2 separate regions of the Pan troglodytes genome follow, and region 2 is linked to region 1. The links are chromatin contacts, called in public HiChIP or PLAC-seq maps. All regions are on one chromosome and are shown on one strand. The core of a region is the stretch at or near the end of the contact, and the rest is flanking DNA. Distances in the headings are between cores, read along the strand shown. Region 1 holds the start of PRDM8 (PR/SET domain 8). Region 2 holds the start of ANTXR2 (ANTXR cell adhesion molecule 2).

What was found. HiChIP or PLAC-seq counts read pairs in DNA pulled down with a chosen protein or histone mark.
Region 2: a contact with region 1 is called in an H3K4me3 HiChIP or PLAC-seq map of stem cell-derived excitatory neurons, with 4 times the contacts expected there. The contact joins the promoter of ANTXR2 here to the promoter of PRDM8 in region 1. A contact is called at or near these places in 1 of 7 Hi-C or Micro-C datasets (blood) and 1 of 1 datasets of contacts at active chromatin or transcription factors (stem cell-derived excitatory neurons).

Annotation. Positions count from the first base shown.
Region 1 is chr3:49,954,502-49,961,024 of NHGRI_mPanTro3-v2.0_pri, forward strand. PRDM8 (PR/SET domain 8) reads right to left here and starts at 4,382. Exons shown (of 7, transcript XM_016951536.4): 1 at 3,508-4,382. The coding sequence starts at 4,146. It overlaps LOC129143721 (a long non-coding RNA gene), which reads left to right. Exons shown (of 2, transcript XR_008547504.1): 2 at 4,140-6,302.
Region 2 is chr3:50,066,237-50,072,450 of NHGRI_mPanTro3-v2.0_pri, forward strand. It overlaps ANTXR2 (ANTXR cell adhesion molecule 2), which reads left to right and starts at 2,656. Exons shown (of 17, transcript XM_001145172.6): 1 at 2,656-3,587; 2 at 4,338-4,409. The coding sequence starts at 3,436.

The sequences.
Region 1 (6,523 bases), core at 3,132-5,631:
TTCAATTTGGAGCCCCAAACCCTAAATTCACAGACATCCCCTAATTATCTCCATAGCTCAGACCCTTTCAAAGTAGAGAAGCATACCTGCATTACCAAATGCCCCATCATTTCCCCCTCTCCTTCAATACCAGTATCATCCCCTGACTTCAAATGGGAGCTCTTAGCATTCTTTTCTGTTCTTCATAGATACTAAAATAATGGACAATAATATTTTACCCATCAACTAAGAGGACATTCAAGAAAACATGGCCTGAAACAGCATTCAAGATGATATTCTTCTGCTTCCCCACCCCCCTCCCGAGGGCAGAGAATGCTGATACAGCAACAACCTGCGGTATTTCGTAAACTTCTGGCTCTTAGTCCACTACCCTGACTAAAAGGTGCTGTTAGCAAAAAGGAGAATAAAATAAAACCAATTCCTCAGTGTTCTACCCCGGGCGCAAAGGAGACATTGGTGAGAAGGAGCCACAACTTGGAAAAAGATTTATTTTTCCTGGCCATAAATCTCATCCCTTGTTCCTCTGCCCAACGAAGCATGATAAAGTCCTTTTCCATAAAGTTTTCAGTATTAGAGCCACAAAGCTCCCCCAATCAGTAGCCATCTGCTTCTACCATAACTGCTGCTCCCGAAGCAGGGAAAGCAGCACAGAGAAAGGGCACCACTGTTAGGCTGCTGGACAAATGAGGAGCCTGAATAGCTTTGGTTTTCCTTGTGTATCTGTATCTATAGAGACAGCAGAAGAAAGGCCGCATTATATTGATACAACAATTGTAAAACAAAACACGGAAGAGGCATCTAAAGGGCAATATCGCATGCATCAGGGGTCCCCAGATAAAAGGGGCACTAACAGATTTATAGAAACTTTTAATTGGTTTTCAATTGAAAGCTAAAGAGGCCAGGGTGTAGCTGTGAAGAGTGGCAAAGTGCTCTCCTTCAGCCCTCTGGAGGCGTGATCGATTTCATGAAGGGAGAAAAGAGGAGACCCTACCCGCCCAGAGCTGCTGCTTCTTTGAGGGCAGGGAGCAACTCCACATTAGCAACTTTCCTCTTTGGCCAGGGAGTTAACTGATCTGATCTTGACAATCAATCTCTCTCTCTCTCTCTCTCTCTCTCTCTCTCTCTCTCTCCACCCTGCCTTCTCTCTCTCCCTTCTCTTCCTTCCTCCCTTATTTCCTCCCTTCTTTCTTCCCTCTTTCAGACCAGTAGGTAAGTGGAAAGAGGAAGGAAAGGATGCAAAAGTAAATCTAACATTCCAGTTCTGGAAAAAAAAAAAAAAAGACTCCTAATAAGGCCCAGACTTTAAACCTGTTTACCCGCTAGTAGGGAGGCCTCTGAAAGTAACAGGAGTCTGACTCTTATCCAACCCCATCCTTCCTCTTCTCCATTTCTATAACAACCCAGTCCTTCCTTTTCTATACCAAACGGGAAAAGCTAAGCGTCACAGGAGCCTCTCCACTTAGTGCAGTGAGAAGTTTTCCCTTGTGGCCACCGGGTTTATTTCAGAGTGGATCTCTCCATTCAGCCAGTACCGCGCGCCTTTTCCTTAACGCCTTCCTGAGAAGCCAGCTGCAGCGACGGTGGCCCCCGCCAGCTTCGGTGGACAGCGCCCACCCATGCAGCAGCCTCGGACGTCCGTCCGTCTGTTCCTAAAGCTAATTTATTGGCCCGACCCTCCATTACCATTTTCGGCTTCCTAACTAATCAACGATAAAAGGCAATGACGCAAATTACGATTATGAGGGAACTGGAAGACGGTTTTGAATAAAATGGGAGAAGGGAAATATGATTAATTGAATGACTTGATAGTGAAATCTCAAGTGCGAGAAAAAGGCCCCAAGGGATCAAACTCTGAACTCATCCGTATTGCAGGTGCGCCCCTCCTGTTGTCCTAGTGCCCTCGCAAGGGGACGGCCCCTAAATTCAGTCACATGGGTCCTAAGCCTTCGGAAGAGACAGAACTGGGTTCCCACTCCAGCTCCCAACCACACTCTGTGCATGAGGCCCTTCCTCCAATCCTACCCCTTCCTCCAATCCCCATCACTCACTTTGCCGCCGCCCCTGTCGATTTTCCGGGCTCCTTGCCGGTGAGTCTGCTCCACTTCAGGACCGCATTTTTATTGAAGTGCACCCTATTATTTCGCTAATGAGTTGCGGGTCTCCTCAGTTTCCCTTCTGTCCTTGCACATTCCTCTAGCGAGGCTTTTTGTGAAATTGTAGGAAAACAAGTCTAGTAGGTCAGAGATCGCATTTGCTCGTGTAAGGGATTAATAAAGCTCTTGTCTGATGCTGCTTTTTAGAATTACGTTCGGGATTAAAAGACAGACTCAACACAGGCACATATTTTGCATCGCTGGTGGTTGTGATTAATTTTTCCGAGGGGATTTGGGCCGGGAGCTTACGGAACGTGCTCTCTGGGTCTAAAACCCGACGACCTCGGCGCACGGGCGAGCGGAGGGTCTGGGGGCACTGTGGGCACGCGCCAGAACACTGGGGGATTAGAGAGGACATCGGACGGGCGCGGAGTTGCTAGCCACTGCGGCCTTTCAATATCCCTTCCCTCCCTTTCCCCACCCCCAGCGCAACTGCTTCTGAAAAAAAACGGTGAAGACTGTCCGGGGAGGCAGTCTTTAGGGTTTTGGAGAGAAGTGGGGGGGCGGGGGAGAGAGAAAGAGAGATACTTTTGACTGTCATGACTTTTCGGGGTGAGAAAGGGGCTCAGTACAAAGCCACTGAACTTTAAGCATCCGTCTAGCAAGGGAAATCCCCAGCTCTGCATTCCAGGGAAGCGCCGCCCCAAATGCATAACTCACCCCCTAATCAAACAGTCGCCGTGCCCCGTCCCCCGAAAAGAATGACTTCAACCTCTGAGAGCTGCCATTCTCAGGGCTGCTTTCGCGAGCACCCAGGGAGGCACCTATGGAGAGGAGCCAGAGCCAGAACCTGAGCGTGAAACACGTCCATCCCCTCCACACTACCTTCCGGCGGGCGACAAACCCTCCCCCCGCCAGTGATCAGAAAAGAGAAGGAAAAGTACCGGGGTGCAAGCGGGGAGGGAGGGGGAAGTAAGAAAACAAGCGCAGAGAGAAAGAGGAAGAGAGGACGAAGGAGGGGGGAGAGAGAGAGAGAAGCAAAAAGGAAACGAGAGAGGAGTACAGTTAGAACTGAGAAAAATGGGGAAGGGGTGGTCGCGGTGGGCGGTGGGCATTACCGCTTTCCAGCGGAAGGGGGCATCTTTGCGGCAGAGGCAGCGTTCCCCGGGGCGGGGGCGGGACGCCGGGGCAGAGCCAGCCCTGTAGCCCCGGCCCCGGGGTGCTGGCGCCCTCTTCTGGCTGCTGTGCGGCCGCTCCCTGCTTCTCGCGGGTGCTCTGGTCCAGAAACTGTTCCGCCCTCCGCGCCCAGGATGAAGGGGCAGAGGGGAGGAAGGTCAAGAAAGAGAGAGGGTTGGGTACCGGAACGCTCAGGCTCCTCCTTCCCCGCCCTTCGCCTGCCCCGCGGCTTCCTTACCTGGGGACTGTGGGGCTCCTTCCCCGTGAGCGCAGCTACTGCGGGCCCCTCGGCGGCCGCGCTCCCACCCCAATCGGAGCCTGCCGAGGAGCCCGTCCGCCTCGCGAAATGGCCCCGGTCTCTGCTGCAGCAGCTGGGAGGGAGGGAGCGACCGCCGGCTGCTGCCGGGCGGCGTCTGGGGGCCGCGAGCCGAGCGCAAGGAGAAGCCATCTGGAGCCTCGGCAGCGGGCGGGGGGTGGGGGTGCAAGACAAGGGGCCAGGCTGCTCGGCCCCAGGCGGGCGCGGGGCAGGGCTCTGGCGTGGGAGTGGCGCCCAGTCGCCCCAAGTACTGCGTGTGTGTCGCGGGAGGGGTGGTGTGGGGAGGTGTGTGAGGGTCATGGCCCCTGGGGAGGAGGAGCGGAGGCCTGCCGTTCTCAAGTCCCGCCGATTACAGGGCAGCCCGGTACCCGCAGGTTTAGCAAAAGAGAGGGGATCCTCCTGGCAACCACCAGCCCCCCTCCAGCCATTCTCCCTCCGGGGAAGGAGAGCTGGGCGAGGACAACCCAAGCACTCCCACACGCTCACACACCCGCTGTCCGTCAGAAGTGGTTTGCTCATTTTCCTCTCTTCCCACCTTGTCCATCCCACTCCAGGAAACATTGCTCCCCAAACGGCACGGATTTTTGGACGCCTCCACCTTAAGACAGCTACTTCAGCCAGAACGTGGGACAGGCACTAACGGGATATCACCCTTGGGGATAAACACGCTCCAGTTTCCTGTGGACGGTGGAAAAGGAAAGAACAGGAGAAGCTGCCAAAGGGATGGGGTGTAGGAAGCTCATCCTTGCACGTTTAGACTAGGGAAGAAGAGAATATTAGGGATGGGGGAGGGGGGAGGATGGGAAGTGTAGTTTTTCCCCTTCCTTCCTTTCATTTCAGATCCCATTAGTGCTTTTATTTCTTTGATTTTGAAAACTATTTCCCTTTCCTGAATCTGGATGCGGGAAGGGAGCGAGCTCAAGGAAATGATGAGCATGGATGAGAGCCAGGGGACAGGAGATATGTCCTGGGAACTCAAACTCTGCTGCTTCGCCACTGTCTCCGAGAGAGATGCCCTGAGCCTTAGCCCAATGTAAAGGGAGCTGATTGGGTGTATGGGCAGTGGCGGGTGGTCTGAGTAAGAAATAAAATGAGGGAAAGCCAGATCTACTCCCATCCCAAAGCATTAAAAGACACACCTCCCCACCCCTCAGCTGTCTTGTGTCCGGCAGAATGGCATTATGTAAAAGATCTGGCATGTCACCCAGTGGCACATCTGGTAGGTGTAGATGGCATTCATTAGCACGGGGCTTCTACTCTGCAGCATGCCAAAGCTCTGACAGAGATGCCCGCTGCCAATCATTCATTGGCTGCCAATCCCCAAGCGCGGCCGGGCGGGATGGCTTCCTTCCACCCTGGCATCAGGAGTGGAGGAAACAATGTGTTGAGATAGAAGAGATGAAAGTGGAGCTGAGGATGCGAGGCACCCAACAGATGTATCCCATGAGGAGATAACGGAGCTAAAAGTCATTTAGCAAGAAAGCATATGCAGGATCTCAGGAGGGAGGCTTGGGCAGGGGGTCTGCTTGCCTAGGGCTGAGCTGAAGGAAAAGCAGGGGAGCCCTTTCAGAAACCTGAAAGTTGAGGTTGCTTCTCTAAAAACACACAAAGACCAAAACCTCAACCCCCTAAGTGTAGGATTTCCCCCTCTCTTTGGTTTGTCACTTGTATCTCTTTTTATCTAGCAACCTAACTACCTCTGTAAAGGTCAACCTTTGTCATGTTTTTTTCTGAAGACCGAGATGAAGAGCACCTTCCTGTTTTAAATTTTGCATAATTCTCATAGACTAGTAATTTGGGGGCTAAGGGGAGGAAGACTGTCAGGCTATCTTCAGTGCATCGTAAAAGGCAAAGGTCTTATTTCCATTATTAGCTTTTCAGAGGGGATAAAGATGAACAAAGGAAAGCAAGGAAATTATTAAAATGGCAAAGGAAGATTAAACACAAAATCCAGGATAGAGATTGCCTTTGAGGTTGTTCTTTTTCTTAGGCTGGGTGGCAATTAACAAAGTGTTCAGCGTAGTTTTTCTTTATGCCATATACATATTTTACATTCTTTTTATCCATTCACAATTTAATAAAGCAACAACAAAACTCAGGGCTTTGAAAGTTTGTGGAACTTGGTGTTTAAGTTGACTCTAACTTAAGCTCTTTAGTTTATATATATAATATATATTTGTGTGTATTATCTATACAATTATACTCTTTTTAGTATATGTTATAAAATATTTGGGACATATACTATAAATTTATTCATATTTTATCTAAAACTGAAACTTCAGTTGGCCATTACATATATTTATTTGCTAAATCTAGCAACCTTGGGTATGTTGGCTCATGGTCACAATATAGCTGCTGTAATTCCAAGCATCAAACCATCGTTTTAAACATGAAGAAAGGAACAGGGGCAAAAAGCTGTGGTTGTTTGCTTAATCAATGAAAATAATACTTTCACTTTCATTAGGCAGACCTGGATCTCCTGGCCACATATACATGCAAAAGAGTTTGGGAAAATTAGCCTTTAAAGTATAAAAAGATAGGGATAAGGGACTGGGGATGGTTGTTGGGTTGCAATCAAAGGTGTCTGACAAAGAAACCCAAGATCAAAGAAGAGTTAATGTTAACATCAAACAAGAGTATAGCTTATCAAGTTTTTTCATTGTTTTAATAAAAGTTTTCTGTTTTCATTATTGTGATTAAAGGGATACTGTTCTTGAGTTTAGCAGTTTCTTTGTGAATTTTATCAAATATTTCAAAATAAGGGCTTGGTCTTAATGTGTTCAGAAGACAGCTAATGTAAAATTTATCTTACATTTAGATGAAATTAGTATTTGCATTAGTAGTATAATTAGAATGTACTTACAAATTTAAGTGAAACAAAGAAAATGATGTTACAAGGACTGGGATTTGAATTCCCATTCTGAGACTCATTGGGTGT
Region 2 (6,214 bases), core at 1,406-3,905, 110 kb after region 1:
ACACATACCTGGAGACTGGAGGGCTGCAGAAGTAATCAGAATTTTAGAACCTCAAGAAAAGATGAAGCCAAGGAGGACAGAATTAAGGTGCTTTAAGGACTTTCTTAATTAGTCTCAGGACTAATTAAGGACTTGCTTCTAGTGCTTAATTATTTGAAAATTATGAAGGCTGTATGTTTCCTTCTTACAAAAGTAAAAGTTATCTTCCATCTAGCTAGCCCCTTGCCCCTCAGTATCTTCCTCACTCCATCAGGTAAAAAGTGGCAGATTGATGCAGTTGATAGTGGTGGAATTTCCATCCCCAAGTGACCAGTTGGCAAAGAGTGAGAAGGGATGTTAGCCACCCTCCATTCAATCTTTGACATTTGTAATGAGCATATTTTCAAAATGGAGGTCTGCCAGTATATATTAAAGTTTTCATCCATTCATAACTCTCAGGTTAGTTGCTATAGTGATGATGGTCCAAGGTACCATTTTATTTTGCCTTTGTTAAAATAGAGATGATAAGACTGACAGAATGTACTCTGTGTTCATAAGACACCAAATTATAAACAAGACCTAAGACCATGCCAGGCAAAGGTCAAGTAACACATTCCTACACTTAAAAAATAAACTATATTCTAACTGCCAAAAGGGTTTTCTTTTTCTCTAGCATCTAAACAAACACTGGCCTCCAGATAAGCAATATTGAAACAATTGCATCTTACTGACTGCAAGACACTAATTAATTAATCCTCCACCCCTACTCCTGTTCCACAAGCCATAACTACAGCTTTGACTGGACAAGAGACTGATTTTAATAACTCTCCTGATAAGAGACCACTGACCGTAGACTGGTTCTGGTTGGTTTACAGAGGCTGTGGCACTGAGTGCCTTCATGTCTTCTGTTTCACCTTTTGACAAATAGGGCCTAATTATAATACATTTAATTGTTAAGTCTCCACCTCAAAGTGAACATGAGACATATGCAACTTGCATGTTTGCTTACTATTCATGTTTGCTTACTAAGCATGCATGTTGCATAGGTCCCATGTTCACTTTGATGTGGAAACTTAACCCACCTGCTTCAGAAATATGCATAGTTCATGTACCCCTTGCTTCAGAAATATTCATAGTTCCTCCTATAACCTGTTGAATATGTATACTTGGCCAACTCATTTAGCATAAATTCCTGTTCCACCCTTTCCTCCCTCAAAGTGCCTGCTTTTTGTCTCTGCCAGAGGCTACACTTCCCAGCCTGTCAAGATGTCCAGCCTGCAGCTGTAACCCTTTATAAGAAATGAAGTTCTCCTTTCCAAATTTATGAACCTCAGGATTGTTTGTCAACATGTTGCTACTGCAATAGTCTCCTAACTGCTCTCCCTGTTGTCACTGTTGCTAACTCCAAATTCATTGTCTCATTGCAGCCAGAATGATCTTTGAAAAACACAGATCATATCAATTCATCTGCCACTCCACTCCTGGGCTTAAACCCCTCTAATAACCTCCTGTCACACTCAATATTAAATATCTGAATTCCTTATCTCAGTAAACAAAGCCTCACATAATCTGGCCCTTGCCTATTTCTCTTACATCGTCTTACCTGCAAAGCTCCAGCTACACAGTTTTTTATTTCTTTTTTGAATATGCTAAGCTAATGTCTATGGACCTTTGCAGTAACTCCAAATGTTTCCCCTTAGAGCTCTTGGAATGACTGGGTCTTTTTTGTTAGTCACCGAGTCTGTCATTCTTTATCATCACAATATTTTAAATTTCTACAAGCCACCTTTCCAATATGGACATTTTTTTCCTTGCTATGTATTTATTTCTTATTGTCTGTTTTCACTCTTCAGCCAGACTGTCAGCTTCATGAAAGCAAGGGCTTGTTATCTTGTTCTGTGCACTAACCTCCACTTCTGGAACAGTGCCTAGCAAATAATAGGCACTCAATGAATCTTTGTTAAAGTAACTAATTTTTATCTTCAAAGAGCTGACATATCTGGTTGTATATCAAATATAATAAATGAAAAGTTAAATACATATGGCAACAAACAGAAGAGATGTATATGTAAGTACTACATAAAGTATTGATTTTGTTAAAAATGAAAAGGTAGTTAGGTTCTAAAAGCCAGTTTTGACTAAGGGAGGGCGGAAGTCACAGAGGTGGGGGGAAGAGAGAGGAGGGAGAGCAGAACTAGTAGACAGAGGATTTGTGCACAAACTTGAGTGCTTGCACAAGTTTTGCAAAGGAGACCTAGCTTGCCCAAAGCTGAAATTCTCCAAAACTGGAGCTTGCAGGGAAATGACAGTGGGCTGAAATATTTTGAGGTACAACTTTCCACTCCCAAAGAGGCCTGCTATCCCCTCCCACTCCCCACTCCGGCCTTTCCTTGGCTTGGCTTTTTTTAAAGAAAAAACAAAAACAAAAAAGCTAAGCAGGTTTCTTTAGAAAAAAAAGAGGAAGTTCATAAAGAGTGTTTGTGGTAGTAGGGGGTGGGGTGGAGTGAGGAGTGAGGAGGCCGTCACCTCCCATGGAATCCTTAGTCTTGGGTTTGTAAACCACGCATAGGGGCTGTTTTAGCACAGCTGCTAAAATAGGCCAGGCCTGCAGGATATACGGGTATGTTTAGTTTCTAGATAACTTTTGTTTTTCTAAACTCCTTCTTCCCTTTCCCAAATCTGGCAAGCGTTAGTCATCTTCAACTCGGCAGGAACCCACAAGTGTGCGTGTGTGGCTCGGAGGCTTCAGCTGGGGCCCCGCCCTCGTCCCCAGGCGCACACTGACACACGCAGCCCAGACCCGGCCCGAGCGCGCTCCTGGCCTCGGCGTGGCTTCTCTCCAGCCGGGAGTCCCAGGGCCAGCTAGCCTCCTCCCCTAAAGGGGACGGCCTGTCAGCGCAGTGCCAGAGTCCAGCACCGGGAGGAAAGTTTCGGAGTGCGGAGGGAGTTGGGGCGGCCGGAGGAGAAGGGTCTCCACTCCTAGTTTGTTCTGCCGTCGCCGCGTCCCAGGGACCCCTTGTCCCGAAGCGCACGGCAGCGGGGGGAACTTCAGCCCTCCAGGCGGGGTGGGTTCCAGGTCCGGGTCCCAGGCGGGCGCTGGAGGCTCGGCCCCAGGCCGGAGAGGAACTCCTTTCGCGAGCTGTCGCCGTGGGCCCGCATTGTCTGCAGGAACTCTCCGGAATCGGGAGGGGGAGGACTGGATCGCGCTTCCACTGGGATTCGTCAAGAGTTCCGGCGGCAGCTGCGGCGGTGGCGGAGACTCCCTTTGTCCTCTCAGGACCTCCCTCTCTCCCTCCCTCTGTCAGCTGGTGGGTCCCGCTGCCGCAGGCGCCGGCGCCTCAGCTGCTCGCCGCCCCCCACCCCAGAGTGCGTGCCGGGTGACTCCCGCCACCTTTGCGACCCTCCTGAGCTTAGGGGACTGCGAGCGGGAGGGAGTCGCAGGCCCCCGGCCGCAGGATGGTGGCGGAGCGGTCCCCGGCCCGCAGCCCCGGGAGCTGGCTGTTCCCGGGGCTGTGGCTGTTGGTGCTCAGCGGTCCCGGGGGGCTGCTGCGCGCCCAGGAGCAGCCCTCCTGCAGAAGAGCCTTTGATCTCTACTTCGTCCTGGACAAGTGAGTGTGCGAGGGAGGTCCAGGGTCTTCTGGTGAGGGCCGCACTGGATCAGCTGGGGCTGAGGCTGAGATGCGTGTGCGCACCCCGGGGAGTGGTGTTGGAAACCCGCGGAGGGGTGCCCTGTTGCTGTCTTCTTTCAAAGGGCAAGCGCGTTCGGATCTGTGTGGGCGGAGATCAGCGGGGTGGGCGGTAGTGATTGGAGCCCCGGGCTACTTGGCTCTTTGGGGAGTTGGGGTATTCACTGTTTGCCAGTCTTTGGGCCTCTTGGGAAATGGGAGTGTGGCCTCTTGCGGGCCACGCTCCATCGGCCACAGAGTCCTTACCCACCTCCTCGACCCTGCTCGTACGCAGGCTAAAGTTTGCCTGGTGTTATCCTAATCATAGCGCTTTCATTGGAGGCAGGAAAAGCCTAGGGTTAACATGCCTAATGTGGTTTGCATTTCCTGCGAAGAAAGGCTTTTGTGTTTACTCTGAAGAGCTGGGTTCCACTCTAAACAATTAGGCAGGTATTTACCCACCCCAGAAAACGGGCTGACTTCTTCTTCTTTTTTTTTTGACGGAGTCTTGCTCTGGGGCTGACTTCTTTAACTCTGGGTACCACCAAAGTTTCAGCTACAGATACCCTTACTTAGCTTGAAGAAGAGGCCAGGTGCCCCCATGTTCGTGGCATTGAAGAAGGAACCATTTCAAAATGTTTACTTTTCAGTTCCGTGTTTTGTTTCTCTGATCAGTTCAATTTCATCTTTCAGGTCTGGGAGTGTGGCAAATAACTGGATTGAAATTTATAATTTCGTACAGCAACTTGCGGAGAGATTTGTGAGGTATCTTTCTTACTTTACTTTTCTAGGCAGTGGAGAAGTAGAGCAAAGTGTAGAATTTCCCTTTTCTGAAACCTTTTGTAGGAAAATCTTTTCCTGAAATGTTACTTTTAAGTGCCTCAAGGTCGTATTGCACACATGCTGTTATTAGGACAGCCCTTCAGTCCTTGAGGGCTTATTTCATCTGGATCCCAGAAACTTGGCTCAGACTCTGGGGAAGCATCTTCAAATACTATTCCAAATGTCTTTTTCTTTCCGAATTTTCATCTGTTTTGAATTTCAGTTATGCTTTCTCATAATTTATCACATTAAAAAATAAATTTTATGTGAATAGTATCCATAATATATTTTTCTTTCCACACATTTCTTAGCATTATAGAGGCCTTCATTAAAACAAACAAAAAGTGTTGGAAAACTTCAAATGAACATGTGTTAATAACCCGCTACCAGAAAAGGCACTTGTGTGTGTGTTTAAAGCAACGACTTGTGTTTACACAATGTGTGGGTGTGTGGTTGGTTTAAAATTTAACTGTTCTATATATGCAATAAGCATCACCAGGAAAGACTGGTTTCCTCTCCTATAAAAAGCATTACTGGTATGAAATCCAGCTTACTCTCTTATTTAGAGGTAACTAGGAATTAGTGGCATCTCCTATTTAAAAATAACCTCAGGACACTAGGCTTTTGAGGCTTTTTTTTTTCCTTCTTTTTTTTTTAAAGAAAAAATGCAATGAGCAAACACAAGTTTATCAAGATAATGGAAAGGACATGAATAGGAACTGTATCATTAAATATTGCTTCTTTCAGTCTTGTTAGCCCAAATGTTTTCTGTAAAACAGGCTTGGATGATCAAAACATTTTGAAAGTCATGTTGCAAGTAACTTCAAACAATCTGTAGAGGCCTAGGCAATCCTTGCTTTCAGTTATTGGCAGCAGTAAAGTTATCCCTATAAAAATGTATGCCTGTCCATGTTCAATCATCAGTCCCTTGCTTAAGAAGCCAAGTTTAACACTCATTTCTGGACAGGGTCTGAGGTAAAACTGTCTAGGAAAGAAAAACAAACAAGATCCTATGTCCCTAAATGTCAAAGGCAGAACAGACAGTTGTTTATAAATTTTCTAATTTAATCCTTCAATGTGAAAAGGGTGTCATGTAGATTTTGATCAAAAGCAATGAATCACATCACTACAACATTTTAAAGAAGCAAGCTCTTATCTTAACTCATTGATCTGGTTTTTAAGTTGGAATTCTATAATACACAGTTGTCTGGCTCAAGCCTAGTTGCTCAATTACTAATAATACATTGTAGGAAGTGAATAAGGGGTGACTAAAGAAGAGACTGACTTTTAAAATATGTAGAAGCCTTTGAGAGGATTCTGATTTTCAGTTTATAGATTCTAGTTTCATATCTTCAGTTTTGAATCTTAGTAGTAGTTGCAGAGAGTGTCCGAGAAGCAAGAACCATTCTGTGAGAGACATGCCTAAAACTTGAAAGATAGCTGACTGGGGCACTTGTTGCCAATGGAAAATAGCATGTTTGAGACTTAGAAAATAAAAAATGCCTAAGCAGAAAGTGATTTATTGTTTCTTTCACATTTTCCATGACTCTTTAAGTAGTCTTACTTCAGGATGACTTTTTTATAGACTCATATCATAGTTATGGTCATTAAGTCAAACTGGGTACTCTCCACCCATAAGTATTGATAACCATAATCATTTTGAAGGGCCTGGCCACCTTTAAAGGAAATGTTGTAGAAAACCAAGGGAAGAGGAATTTTCTACGAAAGAATTTTACATCAGCTTAGAA